Regions from separate parts of the Mustela erminea genome. Here region 1 is linked to region 2. Evidence: chromatin contacts called from public Hi-C data. All regions are on one chromosome and are shown on one strand. The core of a region is the stretch at or near the end of the contact, and the rest is flanking DNA. Distances in the headings are between cores, read along the strand shown.

Region 1 (3,357 bases), core at 836-3,335, 310 kb after region 2:
AGCTCGCTCGTTTTCTAGACTGCTTGGGAGAAACACTTGAGGACAATCATTGCACCACAAAGATGTTCACCGAAGCAGTAATCAGATAGAATAGGGCTGAAAATAAACCAAATGACCATCAATAGAAACAAATTAATTTTTTAAAAGGATTTCTAGGGGTGCCTGGGTGGCTAAGTCGGTTAAGTATCTGCCTTTGGCTCAGGTCATGATCCCAGGGTCCTGGATGGAGCCAGGTCCCATGGTCCCAGGATGGAGCCCCACATCTGGCTCCCTGCTCCGCGGGGAGCCTGCTTCTCCCTCTCTCACTCCCTTTACTCGTGTTACTGCTCTCACTGTATCTCTCTCTGTCAAATAAGTAAATAAAATCTTTTAAATAAATAAATGAAAGGATTTCTATGGATCTGTGAAAAAAATAAGCAAGACTTAGAAGGTGAATAAAAGCAAGCTATACAACGATTCATGTAGTACAGTGGTTCTGCCTTAATCCAGGGTTTTGATTCCCGCAGTTTCAGCTACTCGTGGTAAACTGTGGTCTGGAAGAAAATAATCTTCCTTCTGACATATTGTCATCACGTCAGTATAGCCTAATACTGCATCACAATGCCCATGTCATTCCCCTTCACTTCCTCTCATCATGTAGGCATTTTATCACCTCACGTTATCACAAGAAAAAAGAGGTGAATACAGTACAATAAGATATTTTAAGAGAAACCACATTTGCCTCACTTTTAAAAAAAAATATTTTATTTATTTATTTATTTATTTGCCAGAGAACGAGCAAGAGAGCATGAGAGTGCAAGCAGGGGGAGCAGTAGGCAGAGGGAGAAGCAGGCTCCCCACTGAGGAAGGAGTGTCCTGGGATCATGACCTGAGCTGAAGGCAGATGCCCAACTGACCTAGCCACCCGAGTCCACAAATTCACTTTTATTAAAGTATATTGTTATAATTGTATAATTTTATTATTGTTAATCTTTTATTGTGTCTAATTTATAAATTAAACTTTACTATAGGTATGCATGCACAGGAAAAAAACGTATATATTTTTTTAAGATTTTATTTATTTATTTGACAGAGAGAGAGAGCACAGGCAAGGGGAGTGGCAGGCAGAGGGAGAAGGAGAAATAGGCTACCAGCTCAGCAGGGATCCCAACCAGCATCTCCATCCCAGGACCTTGGGTTCAGGCACATAACCATTTAACCGACTGAACCACCCACCCATGTGCCCAGAAAAAACAGTATACATAGGGTTTGGTGCTGTTTTAGGCATCCACTGGGAGTCATGGAACACACCCCCATGGATAAGAGGGGACTACTACATGTCTCCATATGAATTTGCAACACAGGATATATAATATCAATGGTAATAATTATCATTATTGATAATAGACAGTAATTCAGTGCCTTATGTGTGCCAGACTCATTTAACCTCCATTAAAACCCTATTAAGTGGATACTATTATTATCCTCATGTTACAGATAAGGGAACTAAGATCCAGATAAATGAAGTAACCCTTTGAAGTCACCCAGCTAACAACTGAGGGAGTCAGGATTCTTCGTTCGGCAAGGCCAGAAATTCCCTTGCTCCTGCCACAGTGAAATACCAATGATCCCACAACATGTCTCAATCTGATTAAGACAGGATTTCAACAGGTGGCATAACGCAGATATTGAAGTTACTCAATTCAATTACAACATATTAATTAGGATGATTCAGAAACAACTGTGCCTGAAATTCTGCCTTCCCTTGATTTTTTTTTTTTTTTAACTGAAAAGGGATGAGTTGTCAACCACAAAACACCTCAGGCGCCCTCCATGGCACGGTTTGGCTCTATCTCTAACCCCAAGAGCAAGCAGAAGAGGCTTTTGTTCAAATGCCCTGCCAATAAAAAAACAGACATATATTAATGGGAATTTCGGGCTCTAGAGAAAGCAACTCCACATCTGGGTACAGTATCGGAATTTGTATGGGGTCTGAACCACACACAGCTTCGGAAGCCTCACAGACAGCCATACACGCCGCCCTTCCGCTGGGTCCATATCACAAACCAGAATAGGAGGTGTGTCTCCTTGACCCATGGAGGCTAGATCCTCTCTGGGATTCCTCAGGGAGGGGAAGGAATTGGCCCCAAGCTTCCGGTCCTGAGGAGGCGGAACACCACGATCCTTTGAATGTCAGTTACCAGCCGCTTATTGAATGTAAAACAACAAAGGGACATCAAGTACTTCTGCGTCCCAAGCTGTGCAACGGGAATCGCTCATGTTCAAACAAATGCAAGCTCCATTGTTAAAGAAGAGGAACCCCAGGGAATAGGAAAGCCCAGCCCCGCGGAGTCGGCCCTCCCCGACGCGCTGCAGAGGCCAGCCCTGGGCAAGAGCGCCCCCTGCAGGCACCCAGCATCATTGCCAGGGAGCGCAGTCTAATTCAGAACCTCAGCCAGGTAAGTGCATGGCCTTGACTCACATCTAAAACCTGCTTAGGTGGTAGTCCTCTTACACGTAGCTTGGGTTGGGGGGCTGGGGCACTGCACTTGAAAAGGAGAATGAGGGGTCTCATCACAGTGGGGGCCGATTAAAGGCAGTACAAATGACATGACTCTGGACTCTGGAGATAAACTGGATATCCTCTCATGGTTTCAAAGCCCTGGGCTGTGATAGATGTTGACAATTGACTTTGCTGGTACAAAGTCAGTTGTCTGGCAACAACTGACTTCAGTTGACTGGCAATTCTGAGAAAATTAAACTCCTGGTTCTTTGTGTGGACGCCACCAAATCCCTGGTGAGGAATCCTTGTTCTTACAAGATGAGGGAGGCAGGCAAGAGACACATGAACAGAGTGATCACAGAGAAATGGATACAGCCCAGGCAAAGACAAGGGTCCAACATATATAACAACTAACATGCTATTTTCAACAATCCTGGGAGGAGGTTGGCCTTTCCCTCCATACTACTGTGCCTAGAGATAACATCCTGCCCATTGCTGAAATTTCACTGCTACTCAGGCTATCAAACCCACAAGAGTGTTGTCACATCAGTTTATGCTTAATTAAGTGAAATCAGCCATTATGGAATTATGTCTTTAGAAGCTTTCCTAAGAAGTTGTACAAGAATAGGACATTCCTGGGGCGCCTGGGTGGCTCAGTGGGTTGGGCCTCTGCCTTCGGCTCAGGTCGTGATCTCAGGGTCCTGGGATCGAGCTCTGCATCGGGCTCTCTGCTCAGCGGGGTGTCTGCTTCTCCCTCTCTCTCTGCTTACCTCTCTGCCTACTTGTGATCTCCATCTGTCAAATAAATAAATAGAATCTTTAAAAAAATAAAAAAAAAGAATATGACAGTCCCGATTTCTTTTTTTTTTTTTTAA
Region 2 (3,007 bases), core at 80-2,579:
GGAAACCTGACTCCCCAATCAGCAATGCTTTTGGAGAAAGATCTTCATCAAAAGGAGATGTAAAAATGAAGGGAAACCTCACTCAAGTAGAGCTGGCGGCTAAAAGGGGGACCCACACTACTTAAAATCAATTACAGGAAGAACTGCCAATTACAGGCCTCAAGAGAAGAATCATCAACAGAAAAGAAAGATCAATTACAGGCCCCAACAGAAGAAGACCTACACTGAATCTTCTACAAGAAACTGACCACCCTGCAATTCAACCAAGGAGAAACCATCTTCACCCTGAACTCTGGCTTTTCTCCAATGGACTTCCATTCAAAACAGTCCCTCCTATGTACTTCCTTCTTTGTAAAGAAGTAAGGCTTTATCTGTGGACTTACCATTAGTTTTGCCATAGCTTGCATGTCCGAAATTGCAATTCTGTTAATTCCTGAATAAACTCATTTTTGCTGGTAAAGTAAGTTTTATTTTTAAAGTTAACAAGAGACTTACAAAAACAGAAAACACAGCCACTCTTATAACAAACCCTGAAAAACTTAGTTATCGCTCCATAAAAAAGTTAATAAGAATAAGCTAACTTTATTTTTTAAATGAATAAGTATTTTTAAGACTCTCAGTTTGATTTTCTAGTAAGCTACATAACCATAGCTAAAACCCACAAAAACAAAAGCTCTTTGGAGTCCTCAACCACTTTTAAAATGTTAAAGGGGTAGTGAGACTAAATATTTTGAGAATCACTGCTTAAGTTTTTGCTTTGTCTCCAAAGAACGGCAGAGAATCCTTAACCCATTCCTAAGACTTCTGCGACTCTCATCTAATCTCACAACCTCCAGATATCAGAAAAACATCACAATTTGGTTCCATGAGAGGTCTAAGACCTTGTACCAGTTCAGCCCCTAATTTTACCGAGGCAATCATTCTCTGAGCTTCAGTTTATTTTGTAAACCTGAAAGCAGGGGTTTGAAACATATGCTGTTCAATATTCTTTACAGCTCTGACATACTGTGATTCTTGTTACCGTTTTTGTCCTGAATCTTTTTATGGTTTACCCCGTGAGAGAATACGAAATAAAACCAGCCCCTTTCCCGCCACCTTCCGGCAAAGCCCCACGATGAGGAATAAATATCGGAGAAAATTCCAGACGGCCACAACGACATCTGGCAATCAGATTTTGTGGCTACTAACATGTTAGCTGGCTTAGCACCCCCAGCCCACCACGTACCTGCCAGAGACGCCGGCACATGGAGCCGAGCATTCCCCGCGCCGCCATCTTGCCTCCAAGACCTCCCAAGACTGCTTCCGGGGTCACGGCGGCGCCCTCAGGCCATAGAGTTCCGCTTAAGGAGAGAGTGTATCCTTGCGTTCCGGCACAGAAACAACCATAGAGACTTTATTCCATGCTTTTTGAGGGTGGGACTGATAATAGGGCTGGCTTCCCTAGGGTTGGCCGACTAGCCGATGCTCCGTATTGATAACATTGCATCAACCCATGTCTAGATTGTTACCAAGTTCCTTAAATGTTTCCTCTTCAAATCCTGTTTGCCTTATGTAGTTCCTGTTTTGTTGGAGGCAACATAATACATGCTTTGAAAAATATATGTTAATATATTAGCAGCAATTATTTCTGGGTAGTGGATTATCAATGGTTGATTTATTTTCCTATTTCTGCATTTTAAAAAAAATTTTTAACAAAATTTGTATTTCATTAAAAAGAAAAAGTACCAGGGGTGCCTTGCTAGCTGGGTCAGTGGAGCGTGTGTCTCTTGATCTCAGGGTTGTGAGTTTGAGCCCCATGTTAGGTGTAGAGATTACTTAAAAATAAAATCTTAGAAAAGAAAAAGAAAGAAAGAAAAAGTACTTTACTTCATTTCAATAGCCTTGCTATGTTCTGTAATCCTATATTCCTTTCTCACATCATTTCACATTTTTGTGCCCCACCCCCTGCCATCCTGCACAACACTGTCCTACAGGTCTTCTGAAGTCTTCATTTCCTTATGTTACTTTAGTATTTCAGAATTTACAATTGCTGCCATTACCCAGTACCACAAACCAAAAAGTTTTATAACTAAAAAATGGTTATTAATGTCTACCATAATTTAGCTCCAACCCTTTTGAACTGGAGTTTGTTGTAGTAGAAGTCTCTTACATTTGTGTAATTCTCTAAGTTTTATTTTCCCCAGGTGTTTTCACAGATGCAATTCAGCATAAGGGAAAACTCTAGACTTACAATTGGGAGATCTGGGTTTACCACTTAGCTGAATGACTGGGCAAGTTACTTGCCCACTCTGAGCCTCAAGTTTCTCATATATCAACTAGAGATGATAATAATTGTTCCCATTTCAAATAACTGCCATGCAGGATAAATGAAATACTGATGTGTGAAGGTTTGGTATAATGCCCAGCACATAATGATGCAAGGTAAATATCATCCACTATTTACAACATAAAGTTTCTGCACCTGGATGGTGCAGTCGGTTGAGCATCTAACTGTTGGTCTCTGCCTGGGTTGGGATCTAGGATTCATGGGGTTGAGCCCTGCATTGGACTCTGTATGTGACCAGGAGTTGGCTAGAGATTCTCTCCCTCAATCACCACCCCCAACCCAAATCAATCAATCAAATCAATCTTTCTATCCTTCTATCAATCAATCAATCTTCTACCTCACAGGCCTTGCAAGATTGTTGAGTGGATTAGGGATGCCTGGGTGGCTTTGTTGTTAAGTGTCTGCCTTCAGCTCAGGCTATGATCTCAGGGTCCTGGGATCAAGTCTTGCATCAGGCTCCTGTTCAATAGGATTCTGCCTCTCCCTCTGCCCTCTCCCCTGTTTGTGTGCATTCTCCCCCTCTCTCAAATAAATAAATAAAACCTCTTAAAGAAAAAGATTGTTGAATGGATTAAAAATAAAAAGATCAAGTTTATGAGAATATTTTGTACCACCTAACTAAGGTACTATGCAAATATATTCTCTCCCCTCCAAGTAGGTTATCACTCACCCTACTTGGCA

The links. Hi-C and Micro-C count contacts between places; a contact is called where the count stands out from the background.
Region 1: a Hi-C map of spleen shows a contact between it and region 2, with 2.3 times the contacts expected there. The contact joins the enhancer-like site here to the promoter of MRPS10 in region 2. A contact is called at or near these places in 3 of 3 Hi-C or Micro-C datasets (fibroblasts, skeletal muscle and spleen).

The regions. Positions count from the first base shown.
Region 1 is chr4:89,154,381-89,157,737 of mMusErm1.Pri, forward strand. No RefSeq gene overlaps it. Among named protein-coding and RNA genes, the nearest start is that of UBR2, 15 kb to the right of the region's middle. Within about 2 kb of position 2,086, the one cell type or tissue checked has open chromatin away from gene starts, as enhancers often do. A contact at or near this core is called in fibroblasts, where this site is marked.
Region 2 is chr4:88,849,550-88,852,556 of mMusErm1.Pri, forward strand. It overlaps MRPS10 (28S ribosomal protein S10, mitochondrial), which reads right to left and starts at 1,330. Exons shown (of 7, transcript XM_032339960.1): 1 at 1,226-1,330. The coding sequence starts at 1,273.